Linked DNA regions of Mus musculus: all the other regions are linked to region 3. Evidence: chromatin contacts called from public Micro-C and promoter capture Hi-C data. All regions are on one chromosome and are shown on one strand. Each heading gives the region's core, a stretch centred on a gene start, on an enhancer-like site or on the middle of the called end of the contact. The rest is flanking DNA. Distances are from core to core; before and after follow the strand shown. Region 1 holds the start of Cdc42se2 (CDC42 small effector 2). Region 2 holds the start of Hint1 (histidine triad nucleotide binding protein 1). Region 3 holds the start of Slc22a5 (solute carrier family 22 (organic cation transporter), member 5).

What was found. Promoter capture Hi-C pulls out the DNA fragments that hold promoters and counts their contacts. A called contact is a pair of places that touch in the nucleus more often than the background predicts.
Region 1: a Micro-C map of embryonic stem cells shows a contact between it and region 3, with 2.5 times the contacts expected there. The contact joins the promoter of Cdc42se2 here to the promoter of Slc22a5 in region 3. A contact is called at or near these places in 1 of 39 promoter capture datasets (cranial neural crest), 1 of 484 Hi-C or Micro-C datasets (embryonic stem cells) and 1 of 115 datasets of contacts at active chromatin or transcription factors (astrocytes).
Region 2: a contact with region 3 is called in a promoter capture Hi-C map of liver, with 3 times the contacts expected there. The contact joins the promoter of Hint1 here to the promoter of Slc22a5 in region 3. A contact is called at or near these places in 12 of 39 promoter capture datasets (the 3T3-L1 cell line, 3T3-L1-derived adipocytes, the C10 cell line and 7 more) and 2 of 115 datasets of contacts at active chromatin or transcription factors (astrocytes and microglia).

Annotation. Positions count from the first base shown.
Region 1 is chr11:54,786,410-54,790,811 of GRCm38.p6, forward strand. Cdc42se2 (CDC42 small effector 2) reads right to left here and starts at 1,294. Exons shown (of 6, transcript NM_178626.3): 1 at 1,151-1,294.
Region 2 is chr11:54,863,202-54,867,676 of GRCm38.p6, forward strand. Hint1 (histidine triad nucleotide binding protein 1) reads left to right here and starts at 3,182. Exons shown (of 3, transcript NM_008248.3): 1 at 3,182-3,399. The coding sequence starts at 3,289.
Region 3 is chr11:53,888,894-53,893,288 of GRCm38.p6, forward strand. Slc22a5 (solute carrier family 22 (organic cation transporter), member 5) reads right to left here and starts at 2,810. Exons shown (of 10, transcript NM_011396.3): 1 at 2,254-2,810. The coding sequence starts at 2,646.

The sequences.
Region 1 (4,402 bases), core at 44-2,543, 900 kb after region 3:
AGCCCACACACATCTTTACTCCTACTACATAGAAAGCTAGACCTCAAAATGCACCCCAAACATCTTTCTCAATTATTTTCAAAGAAAAGGAGAAATCAGGCCTGCTGAGAAACAGAAATCTGTAAGCCAACTTCTCTCAAAAATTTCACATCTCAAAGGTACTATCTGCTATGCTGGCTGGCAATAATGACCAACTAATTATTAATAGTTTACATGGGGATGGGGGACAGAAACTTGCTAGGCATTCTTTCCAATAGTCCTTTATCTGAGTCAAGAAGCTATGTGCCTCATCTTACTAGTAGGAACAGTTCTGTGTGGTGTTTTAAGATTCATTCATTATATCAATATTTTACTAAGCAAGGGTCCTTTAAGAGCATTTAATTTTCTTTCTTTCTTTCTTCCCCCCCCCCCCTCTTTTTGTGGCGGGTGGGAGTACTGGGGAACTGAACTACTCTGGGCCGCCTCCTACATGCAAGGCAAGTTCCCTACCACTGAGCTGTACTCCCAGGCCCAGAACGTCTCAGTGCTGCGCTCTGCACATCACTACCAAACTCCTCCAGGAAAGCTCGGCAGTAGCAATCACTGCCGCTAAAACGGAATTCCCAGGGTTGCCTGAAATCAGCCGGCACCGGGCTGCTCCTCAGCTCGAAATGCGGACGTCAGCGAGCCGCTACCTACCACACCCGTTAGTAATGCTCACCACCGTGGCCGCGAGCTCCCGGTGCAACAACCTGTAAGAGTCGCCGCAGCGACTGCGAGGCAGTGGCCCGGCTTCCTCTCTCGGGGTCCCAGGCAGGCCGGGCGGGAGTCGGGGTTCGGGAGCCCAGCCGCTCCGCGCCGGTCCAGACTGGCGGGGCTGCGGACTGGGGGAGGGGTCCGTAGCGCCTCCCCCATCGGGAAGGTGCAGGCTACGGTGAAAGCTGGCCTCACGGAGAATGAAGAGAACCATACGCCGGTCCTCGCGTGAGGACCTCGCCCAGACTGGAAAATGGAGCCGCCGCAGCCTCAGTCAGTCCGCAGCCCCAGTCTGCTGCCCCAGTCCGCAGCGCGGAGAGGCCCGGGCCGCGCTCGCCCTCAACCTTCCGAGTGGCGACCCTACACTTGGCGCCTCGGGCGGCGGGGCCAACGTGGGGCCCTCTCCCTCACTCACCGTCGCCTTTGTCTCCGCCGCCTGCTCCAGCCGCGCGGCTCCGAGCGCCGGCTCCGAAGCTTCCAGGATCTCCACACACCAAGCAGCTGCGCTCCCCGCTTCGGGCTCCGCCCTCCCGCCTAGGCTCTGGCGCGCAGAGGCGGAGCCACAAGCGGTGTGTGCGGCTGCGCGGCTACGCCCCCACTACAAGGACACGCCCTGTCCCCCCCCAGTAGGCGGGCTGGTAGCTGTGAGGCCCCGCCCAGTGAGGGAGTGGCGAGACCTAGGGGATGCTAGGCGCGCAAAGAGTGACCGCTGGGTGGGCTACGGGGAAGATGGATGCCGCTGCCTCGCGCCACAGCACCTTCCTGTCCGGATCCAGCCGTAGACGTGCCCGGGCGAGCAAGGCGCTGCTAGGCAGAGCTGGCCAGCACCAGATGTCTCTCACGCTCAGATCACGTTACTTTCAAGGAATCAGAATCACTGACTCATTGGAGAGTCAAGAATATCTACCTGGCATTTGAAAAGTTCGTCTCTGTGACTTCTTGTGGGATCGTTTTTTTTTTTGGTTTTTTTTTTTTTTTTTTTTTTTTGGTTTTGCTTTGACGTTGTTTGAGGGAGGGCCTTTTTGTAGCCCCAGAGTGGCCTCAAACTCACTATATAGGTAAGGATGGCCTGGATCTTGTGATCCTCCTGCCTCCGTCTCCCAAGCGCTGGGATTACTAGTGTATGTCACAAGCTTAAGGACTTTTGGAGTAGAACCCTGGCTGACCTGGAACTCACAGCAGTCCTCCTGCCTCAGCCACCACATTTTATGACTACATTAACTTTACACTTTAGGCACCCAGAAGCAAGAAACAAATGGACGCCTTCCCACTGAAATCTAGCCACACATACTCAGACAGGGAGCTGCATGACCATCACTATTGATAGGAAATTTCTAGCTTGTTCAGTGACAAAACTGGAGTACTCCTTGGTTCCTCTTATTCTCAATTTCACATCCATTCTGTCCATAAGGGTAATTGGCGTGGTTCTACATTCAAACAAAAAGAAAATCAGACTGTTCATCTACATTGTTTCTGTCATCCGTGGTCCCAGTCACACTTCAGTGGCTTTCTTAAATGACCTCCCTGACCACCATCAACAAACTGTGTTGTCAAAACAAGAGGGAGAATATCCTCCCGCAAGGAGAGTCAGCTCATGTCTCATCCGATCAAAATCCACCAGTGTTCCCGTTACTGTAGAAGATAACATCTTTACAATGGCTGACAAAGCCTCTGAGATTTTTTTTTTTCCCTATAGGTCTCAGAATTCATCTCCAGTCTCACTGGTGCTTGCAATGTCCAGTCTATACTCAGGGACTAGGACATTCTCTAATGTCTGCCTTCTCCCCTCAACTCCACTCAGATCTTCTTTAACAATGATGCGTAGCCTAAACCCACTTCTTTACATTGCTACAGGCTCAATCCTTCCCCCATCTATCTGCCCTTGTTCTCCTGTTCCCAGAACAGTCTGCACAATTTATTCTGTTAATTTTGCTCCTGTCTTCCCCACTAGAAGCTGGGTGTTTGGGTTGGCTGGATTTGATTTCTGCAGTGCTGTAGGTGAAACCCAGGGCCTTGCTCTGGCTTGGTGAGTACCACACACATGCAGACCTTTGAGGCTGGGGATAACTGTTCTAATCAACTAATCAGTCCCAAGTGCCTAGAGGAAATGAAAAAAAAATTAAATACCCCCAAGATGTTCAACAACAAAAATAATCAATTTTATTTTCAGTTTCCTCTTGATTCCACTTTCTGCCAGTCAACCAACCATTAGATTTTAACCTACATCAGACCATAAACATTTGGACTTCTCAGTTCTTTTGTGTACAGTAACCATTTACTTGATGTTTGATGCAATTTTTGACCAGTGACATCCCTGTACCCTATTTCACTGAGTAAGAATAATGTGATAGGGTAGAGAAAATTTGATATAGTACTTAAAGGTATGCTGTTTTGAAAAAACTTTCCTAAGACCAAAAAAAAAAAAAAAACCAAAACTTCCCAAGTGTCATACATTGCTTGCATTGTTCTTTGACATGCAAATATGGTCACCTTAAACAATATTTTCTACCACTTATCCATAAAAGGTAGCAATCCTTACGGGAATTGTTACACATTATTTAATATTCTATAAAAGTGTGCATCTGGGTGATGGTGGCCTATGCTTTTAATCCCAGCACTTAAGATACAGAGGCAGGTGGATCTCTATGAATTCAAGGCCAGCCTGGTCTACAGAGCAAGGTTTAGGACAGTCAGGGCTATACAAAGAAATCCTGTCTTGAAAAACCAAGTAAATAAATAAGTGTGTGTGTGTGTGTGTGAGAGAGAGAGAGAGAGAGAGAGAGAGAGAGAGAGAGAGAGAGAGAGAGAGAGTTGCCTGTGTGAGGGAGAGAGGGAGAGAGAGAGAAACTGAACAACATCTAATTTTGGTTGCTAGGACCATTCATATTCCCTTTTGTTAAGGGCACAATTCTATTCAATTAGATGGGTATTGTTTTATTGCTACAGCTGTTGTTGTTATGGGTCCTTGTCATAGGGTCTCTCTATGCAGAGATTTGACTGGCCTGGCACTCGCTCTGCAGTCTAGGGTAACCTTGAATCATGGCAATCCACCTGCCTCTGCTTCTCAAATGTTGAGATTACTTGCATGGGCCTAGCTTAGATGATACTATTGTTTAACAGTGGATATACATGATGGTTTGCTCAATATTGTATTAGTAGCAGTCTCTTTACCTATTTGATTTATTCTTTATGATTTAAAACAAAGCTACAAATTATACCTTATGATTCAGATTTTTTTAAAAATAAAGTTTTAGGCCAGCCACAGTGACAACATATCTTTAATCCCAACAGATCTTGTGAATTCAAGGCCAACCTGTTCTACATAGTGAGTTCTAATATAACCAAGGCTATATAGTGAGACCCTGTTTGGGAGGAAGGGTGGAAGGGGCCAGTGTTAAATTTTGCTGTTCTTCACAAAAATCATTTACAATGGATTTTATCATGTCAAAATATAGTTTGTCATTATGATAACACCAAACACTGAATTTTCTAGAGTCAGAGACAGGATGTGTCTTCACTGTCTTTAAGACTGTTCCCATGTACAGTCTTGTTCCCAAAGAAGGACAGGGACAGAAAGCAGACACCACTGTTGATCACTGCACACTGGCCTGCCTCTGAAGATACTGATAAGTACCATAGTTGGTAAAGTACAAAAAAAAGCTGTCTC
Region 2 (4,475 bases), core at 1,932-4,431, 970 kb after region 3:
GTGACCAGTTTTCCCTTGGTGGAAACAAATCACACTTAGGACTTCCAGAATGCCACCCAACCGTCATCCAAACCAGAATCTTGTCCCTTTGCTGCCTCATCACCTCCCTCCTCTCCTCTCTAGGGCCCTGTTGTTACACTGGGTTCACCCAGATACCCCAGGCGCCTACCTACTTCAGGATCCTTGATTTAATCACACCTCTAAAATGCTCTTTACCTAATAACATGTTCACAGGACCCAGGGATGGGGACATGGGCACAGTCTACTCATTACATCCGGTTTGCGTGAAGCCAGTCAGTAAGCTTGAAATGGAAGTAAATGAAGGAGGAGAAACAGACAGGACACAGTCACGCAGGTTCCTATCGGTCAAGGAAAGGACTTTGGGTATCATTTTGGGATAGCATGCTCTGAAATAGTACCAACAGGAGACTGACACCATGGTTTACACTTTACAAACATCCTTTTGGCTGTGTGCAGAGACAAGAGTTCAAGGTCATCCTCAGCTAAATAGCAAATTCAGGTTCTGCCCGCTACAAGATGAGATCCTGTCTCCAAAAGATAAACATACCTGAGGCTCAGCTTTAAGTGCAAAGTACATGCTACATAAACATGAGGATTGATCCTCAGCACCACAAAAGCAAACCCACTTACCTATACACCACCCTGCCCCTACTGTTGGAACGTAGGTTGTACTAACTGGATATCCAGTTAGTCATCTCTGTCAGTGAAATATAAAAATTTATAGCGTCCCATAGCAAAGTTTGGTAATTTACAATAACCTATTTCCTGTCTAATGAATGTCTATGAGGGAAAAGAGTTCATAACGATCTAAAGATAAAAGAATGGGGCATGTGGCGGTGGTGGTGTGTGCCTTTAATCCAGGAGGCAGAGGCAGTCAGATCTCTGAGTTTGGGGCCAGACTGGTCTGTGGGGTGAGTTCCAGGACAGCCATGGCTACACACACACACACACACACACACACACACACACAGACAGACAGACACACCTTGAAAAAAACTAAATAAATAAATAACGTTGTCAAAAGAGTAAGTTGCAGATGTAATATTCTTATTCTTTTGCCTCTAAGTACATAAGCGGTTTTCCCTACATTATATCACTGTTCCTCAAAGCCACAGCACCAGGGCCAAAAGCATCATCTAGAATGTACTAGAAACCTAACTAAGAGGACCATAAGCATCATCTAGAATGTACTAGAAACCTAACTAACCATAACTAACTAACCATAACTAACCATAAGCCAGGCCAACTGATATTCATGACCTTTTCGGTAGTTACGGAAATAAACGAACATGACTCCTAATCTAATGTCTTATGTTTAGACATTATTTACCAGTGATTGCAAAGTACCAGTAATGGCTCTGATAGCAAAGAATAGGACACCAAGACTGCCAACAACCACTATCAATAATTTTGTCAAGACAGGAGCTTAAGGTCATCCTTGGCTACATAGCAAGTTGGAGGCCAGCCTGGGCTATATGAGACACTGTCTCAATAATGGTAATAATAATTTTGTTGAGACAAAGTAGTCAAATATCATCATATAGGGCAATTCAAAGGAAATAGCTTTTCCATTTATTTATTTATTTATTTATTTATTTATTTATTTATTTATTTATGAGACAGGATTTCCTGGAACTTGCTCTTTAGACTAGGCTGGCCTTGAACTCAGAGATCTGTCCGCCTCTGCCCTAGAGTGCTGACATTAAAGTCATGCACTACTATCATCTGGCTTAAGTTTTCCCATTTTATTTTTTTTTAATTATGTGTATACATGTGTGTGTGTGTGTGAGACCTGTGTGCTCACATGTCCATGGGTGACTGAAGACATCCTGCTAGGCCAAAGGCATCTGACTTCCCTGGAGCTGGAGTTACAGGCAGTTGTGATGTTTGTGCTGGCCTCTGTGAGAACAGTTTGTGTTCTTGATCGCTGAACCATCTCTCTAAGTCCCCAAGGTTTCTTCCTATGGCCACTTGGAGATTGTCAGATAAGAGGGCCAGGAACAAAATCTAATGAGGTATGGAAATGGAGGCTTAGCGTGCAGGAAAAAAAAAAAAAAAAACCAACATCCAGAGGGCAAGGGTGTGAGATGTTGAAAGAAGACAAGGGTAACAACTGTAGCAACCAGGCCAACAGATCTATATGACAACTGCGATTGTCTAGAGAACGCTGATTGGAGGTCCTGCCTAATCCCGACAAGGAGGAAATGACCCAAAGGACCAATGATGACAAAGTGCACACCATATGTAGAAAACACTTTTTAGGAGGAGCAAAGGGATAGAGAGGAGGAAGGGTGGAGGTGGGGCCAAGGAAGACTTTTTGTTTCTTCCAGGTGGAGCATCTTACCTGAAGCTGATTCCTGCCGGGGAAAATGGCCCAAGAGGCTTACAAACAACTGCCACCTAAGGTCTCATCTCTGCAGTCTTGGACTTAATTGATGCAGAGTGTGGCCAGAGATGTTTAAAGAGCTCCCAAGTGGTTTTTAGTGTGTAGTTATGACTGAGAATTGCTGCCACACACAGCAAGAAACAAACAAACAAAAAAACCCCACCTGATGTAAGACTTCACCTGGCTCTTAGCTAAGGCCTCAAACAGCTGAGGGTTTAAACGATCACGGTCAAGAGCACTTGTTCCTCTTGCAGAAAGGACCAGGCTTCAGTTCCCTCCACCCACATGGCTCACAACTGTAACTCCAGTTCCAGGGGATCCAAAGCATTAGATGTGATTCACTCTTACACATGCTTGCAAAATACTCATCTACATATAAAATAAAAATCTTTTTTAAAAAATTAAAAAAGGGAAGGCTAAGGTATCACACCCAGTAAATGTGATCAGAACAACTTGAAATAGAAACCAGACTGTTCTGGAGCAGGGTCTCGGGTAGCCCAGGCTGGCCTCAAACAATGTGGAGAAGGATGAACTAAACTCTTCCATCCTCCTGTCTTCATTTCTCAAACTCTGGGATTACAGGCGTGCAGCACCAAGCCGGGCTCGTGAGAGGAAGGGATCAAACCTAGAACTCCGTACGCGCTTGGAAAGCACTGTACCAAGCCGAGCCTCCTCCCAGAACTGGCAAATCAAAATTTCCTATAGAGGTGCAGAGGCAAAGAAAGGGCGTTTCCTCCGCCCATTTCGTTCCCTCGCTCGCCGCACGCCGGCGCCAGTGCGCACGCGCAGGCCCACCGGGCGCGAGCCGGCAGTCTCCGCGCGCTCCCGCGGTTCCTCTCCCCACTGTGGCCGCGGCGCGGGAAGGACAGTGAGCGGCCGCGATGGCTGACGAGATTGCCAAGGCTCAAGTGGCCCAGCCCGGCGGCGACACGATCTTCGGCAAGATCATCCGCAAAGAAATCCCCGCCAAGATCATCTTCGAGGACGACCGGGTAGGCTTGCCGCTTGCCCGGCGACACGCCGGCGTTCCCTGAGGAGCCGCGGGCCTGAGGCGACGCGCGGCCCGGCTGGCCTGGCCCTGCGCCCGCGTGGCCCTGCGGCGCGTGCCTGCGCTCGGGTTACGCGTTATCGGCCGCTCGGCCCGCCGCGTGTCGCGGCCCTGGTGAGGTGATGCGGGCGGAGGCCCCGGGAGGTGACGCCCGCCCGGGCCCCCTGTAAAGTGCAGACCCGTGGGGTGACGCCCACCGGGGCCCGCGGCCGCCACCCACCACGCGGGTGTCAATCTGGCCTTCGGGAAACCGGATCCTGCCCCCGGCGCAATCTCCGCGATCTCCCGCGCGCAGCGGTCCCCGCACTGCGAGGTGACCGGGGATTCGAGATCCTTATGCTCCCTGTCCCCTGCTCCGGCTGCAGACGTTGCCTCTGGGGACTGGAATTAGCCCTTCAAGCTTTTTAAAAAAATACTGCTTTAGGGTGTTTTGTTTGTTTTATTTTAATAGATCGGCTTCACTACTCTAGGCAGGCCATGAACTTGCTGACTAACTAACTGGGGCGGACCTTGAACCCTTGATCCCCCGCCTCCACCACCCATATGCTAAGGATTGCAGGCAGCCCACACCCTGCTGATCGGAGAAAACATTTATGGTGCAAGATCCAAAGTTGTATTTTTTCCCCTCCTTGATAGATGAAATCTCAGTCGATAGTGAAGACCAATTTTGTAAATTATTCCCTAGACAGTTCTGTTTATGGCTTTCAGTCTCACATAAAGCAGGGTGGGAGCTTGGCCCATTGACCAAAAGGTTTTATACGGGTTTGTTCAGTTCACTTTAAGAAACATGCAATATGAGAAAGCATTAATGCTACTGGTAATGTTCACATAGACTTGAAATAGTACTCCAAATTTCATTGGGTTCTTGAGGTGAGTTTTATTTAAATTGCCTGTATTTGTCACTAGTCTTAGAAAAAGGCCCATTTCATTTACAAAGTTTGCAAGTCTTTTAGTGTGTTCTGTAATCCCAGTCCCACCATCCATAAGACTGGCCAGCCTGTATTATGGAATAAGACCCTA
Region 3 (4,395 bases), core at 1,560-4,059:
CATGTAGTTCACTTTCTGTATGTAATTTATCTTGAAAGAGAAAAAAGTCAGCCTTCTATCAAAAGAAGAAAAGAAAGAAAGACAAGAGGAATCAATTAACAGTGTACTTAAAAGACCTCTATCCTTGATTTGGGGCAGAGGGCAAGTTTAGAGACATTTATTTAGAAGGCAGGGAGCTGACTAGCTGCAGTTGTCAGCAGACCAGGTCTGGGTTGAAAGAAAACAGATCTTGGAAAAAGTCATCAGAGTGTTAATGCAGCAGCTTTCAACAATGTCTGTTCATCTGAGTGGAAAAGCCTTGAACTTCAAGACAGGCATTCCAGTATTTCCAAAGAAAAGAGCCAAGTAAAGTATTAAACTTGCCTCCTGCAAAAACTGCTGACCTGTAAGTAGGTGAAAGGGCATATAACTCTTACGAAACTGCTAAGATAGCTCAATAGCATCCAGATCCATTGAAAAAAAATAAATAAACACTGACATTAGTTATGCAGTAGGTCAAAAAGAATCTGGACTTTTGCTGATCAGCCAGCCTCTGGGGAGCTGAATAGTACTGCTTTCACCCTCAGCAGCGAGCAAGACGACAGTGAAGTAGGGGCAAATGACTAGAGAAAGCCCAGCACTCTCAAGGTCAGGGTAAAAATTAAAGACACGACAGGAAGCTGCTTCAGATTTCAACTGCCCCTTTTTTGGGCAGCCAAAGCAGATTTCAGGAATTGATGTGTCAACCCCAACAGCCTCTGCCATCACTTGCTTCCAAGCACTTATGAGTTTGGAGCTTAAGATGTAGAACAATTGACAATCCCTTCTCTGTGGACTCAGGGGTCAAAAGCACTTTACTATCTCAGTAAATACATTTTTTGTTGTTGTTTTGTTTTTCAAAATAGAGAACTTCCCTATGTAGCCCAGGCTGTCCTAGAACTCAACTCTGTAGACCAGGCTGGCCTCCAACTCCTAGAGTTCTTCCTGCCTCTGCCTCCTGAGTGCTCAGACTAAAGGAGTGTGCTCCATCACTGACCAGGCCCTTTTTTGTTAGGTAGTGATACCTGATCCTGGCACGATGTCACTTAAGTTAAAAATCCCCAATGGAGCTCAGATTTCATTCTTACTACTTATGTAGTAGGTAAGCACAGGTTTGAACACATCTAACCACAAACTCCCAAAGGAAACAGACAGTGACTCTTGTGGGGATACTCTCTGACTCTACTCTTGAAGAATGATATATACCTGAGAGCCCCTGTAAGGAGGGAAGCTCAGTCTATACCTCCAAGAGTCTTAAATGCCAAACAGGTACTCCTAGCTTCTCCCTACTGCTCCTGAAACCATTTCTTGATGTTGGATCTAGACCTAAGGGCTAACTAAACTCACCAAGAAACTATCTCCAACTGGCCAATCCCAATCCCTGATACTCAATGAACCAGTTGCTCAATAGTATCACAGAAGATTCTTCTCATATTCTGCATATTCAATACTGCTGAGCCTCCAGGAAACTACAGTTGGTGCCCAAGTCCCCAAACACATCCACATGCACCATTAAATGGCCTGCCACACCCCCAGCAGAGTGACTGAGAAATGTCAAAGTCACCCAAGAATAAAGTGCAAGGGGATGAGGAATTAGGTTTCCATCGCTTTTCAGAGTAACCTTACATGCCTTACCGAACCTCTCCAGTGATCTTGTCCCAGAATACTGTGGAAAAGACTCCATACCAACAAGTCACCCTGGATAGATCTGCAGACACATGGGTCCTTAAGAAGTAACAATCCATCGCGGGCAAATGGAAAACAGTTTCTCCTGGGGCATGGCAAGCCTTCATTTTGGGATGAGGACAGGTGAGGGAAGAAAGAATAACTCCAGAAAAGGTAGAGAGTTTGGAACACACGTTTCTTTAACTTTAAAAAGTTCTGCAAAGAGTCTTTCCTTTCTGAACAGAGGCTAAAACTGTGGCCTCTTCTCTGGAGCAAGTCTGAATCCGGCCCCTCTGAATCACATCACTACCTCGAGAAAGTCCCACCCCTCAGGGTCTCAGGGCATCTCCTAAGGGGCAGAACCTTCTGGACTCTATCTTCAATGGGACCCTATGGACGGATGGTCTGCCAGACACTTGTCCCCTGAGGGGCGTACTATGGCTAGAAGTCATCTCATAAAATGTTCCTGGGCCACCTGACTGGAGGATGCTCATCAGCCTGTGCGTTGGACGAAGGGCTACAACCGTCGCCGCGATGTCACCAGACCCTGATAGGGGGGCTGTCACCTACCTCTGTCACGATGGTGGACAGGAAGACGTCCTTGTCGTACTCCCAGCCATCCAGGCAGCTCTCCTGCTCCAGCTGCTCCAGGTCCACGTCCCGCCCCGGCTCCAGCCCTAGCTCAGAGAAGTTGGCGATGGTGGCCAGTCGGTAGCGGCGGCATTTCTGAGGCACCTGTCGTCCGTCCTTCGTCTCCAACGGGATACTGTGGTTGCGCCACGCGCTGCTCAGGTTCACGGTGTGAGGCACAAGGCAACGGTGCTCCGGGGTCCCCGCCAGGAACACGATGGACATACCATTGAAGCCATTGGGGATGATGCTGGCGCTGAGCAGGAAGAAGATGAGGCGCTGGAAGGGCCCCCACTCGCCTAGGAAGGCGGTCACCTCGTCGTAGTCCCGCATGCCGTCCTCAGCCTCCCACAGCGCCCGTATGGGAATAAGGGGACACCGTGGCGCGGGAGACGGGGCGCTGAGAGCCTCTGCGTGCAAGGCTCGTGAGTTCCCACCGACGCCTCCGACTCGGCCACCGCCAACTTTACATAGGGCCTGAGGGCGGGGCGGGCTCTGGGCATGGGCCTGGGCCGCAAGGCCCGCCCCGCCGTCCCGGCTCTGAGGCGCGGCGCGGCGCGGCACGGCGGGGGCGGGGCAGGGGCCTGAGTGACGCACAGTGGGCGCCGGCCATCGGCCGCGCGTGCGCCTGAGGCGGAGCCGAGCTAGGACTCAGAACTAGCTGGGCGGTACAGAAGGCGGGGCTGAACCGGGCTTCAGAACTGTCAGCGAGGGAGGGGTGTGGCTTCATTCGACCACGCCTCCATAGTCTCTACGGGGCCCGGGTTGGGTGAACACTTCTAGTTCCGCCCAGACTGGAAGACTGAGGCGGGGCGTCTGTGAGCCACGCCCCTAACAGGTCCGCTCTAGGGGGCGGAATTGGGTCTTTTCAGGACACTTCCTGGAGCAGGTTCCCAGGGTGCCCTTCTCTTGAGGGAAAGGGTGACTTTGAAAAGTTTGTGTCCAAGGCCATCCTGGGAAGACCATTCTGGGTGTTCAATGGAAAGAGGCTTAGAATTTAAGCAGTAAACAGCCCACCTTCTCAAATTTTTGTTGTGGTTGAGAGATATTGTGAACCTCGGAGAGTCTCATTGACAACGACAGCCTTTGTTGCAGTTTTTCCTGGAAAGACTGCCATCTTTTGTGGCTGCGGAGATAGCTCAGCTAGGACTCTCTTTAAGAGTCCAGATTGCTCCTCCAGAGGACCTTGGCTTGCTTCCTAAAAGGCATAGGGCAGCTCACAGGCCCAGTAGGCATGCACTCGGCACATTAGACAAAACAGACTTGCAGGCAAAACACTCATACACATAAAATAAAATAATAGTTATATATATTTACATATAATATATACATATATTAAAAAGGGGTGGATTTTGAGACTGGTGATGAGAAAGGTGGCAATGAATTTTAATTCCCAGACTATTATGTTCTTAAATTATTTTGTTGTCTTTTGATTTAAGAAATAGTAAAATTTTGACTTCAAGATTAAGGATCTTAGTGTAGGATTAATCTCTCAGATTTGTAATTTTTACAATTAATGCAGGAGCCAACTTGTTAAAAAACCAAAACAAAAACTTACCAGAGTTTGTGGCAAAGGACCTTAATCAAGTCTGGTCTTTATAGCCAGTTCCAGGTTCTCAAATAAACAACAACAACAAACTTTACCATGAAACCCATTATTTTGTCCTAGTAATATATTCTAAAAACCAACAACACCCAAAAACAAAACAAAAAACAAAAAACCGACCAGCAACTGTATGATTCTGAAGCAACACTGTCTAATAAAATAAGAAGTTACCCTTATAATTTTATCTATATTTATTTTTTTGAGATGAGTTTTGCTATATTGCCCTGGCTTGCTCAGTAGCTTTGACCTCAACTGACCAACCGTGCTCCTCAGCATTGCGGTGGAACAGGCAAACATTGTAACTACAATTGCTTTAGTAGCTGTTAGTAACTTTTCTGGTTACAGAGACAAAGCAACTTAAGCGGAAAGGGTTTGTTCGGCTCAGTAGTCAGAGGGTGGAGTCAGTCACTCCCGGAAGGCTGGGTGGCAGGAGTCTGCTTGTCACAGTCGCCTCATTCAGGAAGCCAGGAGAGAGA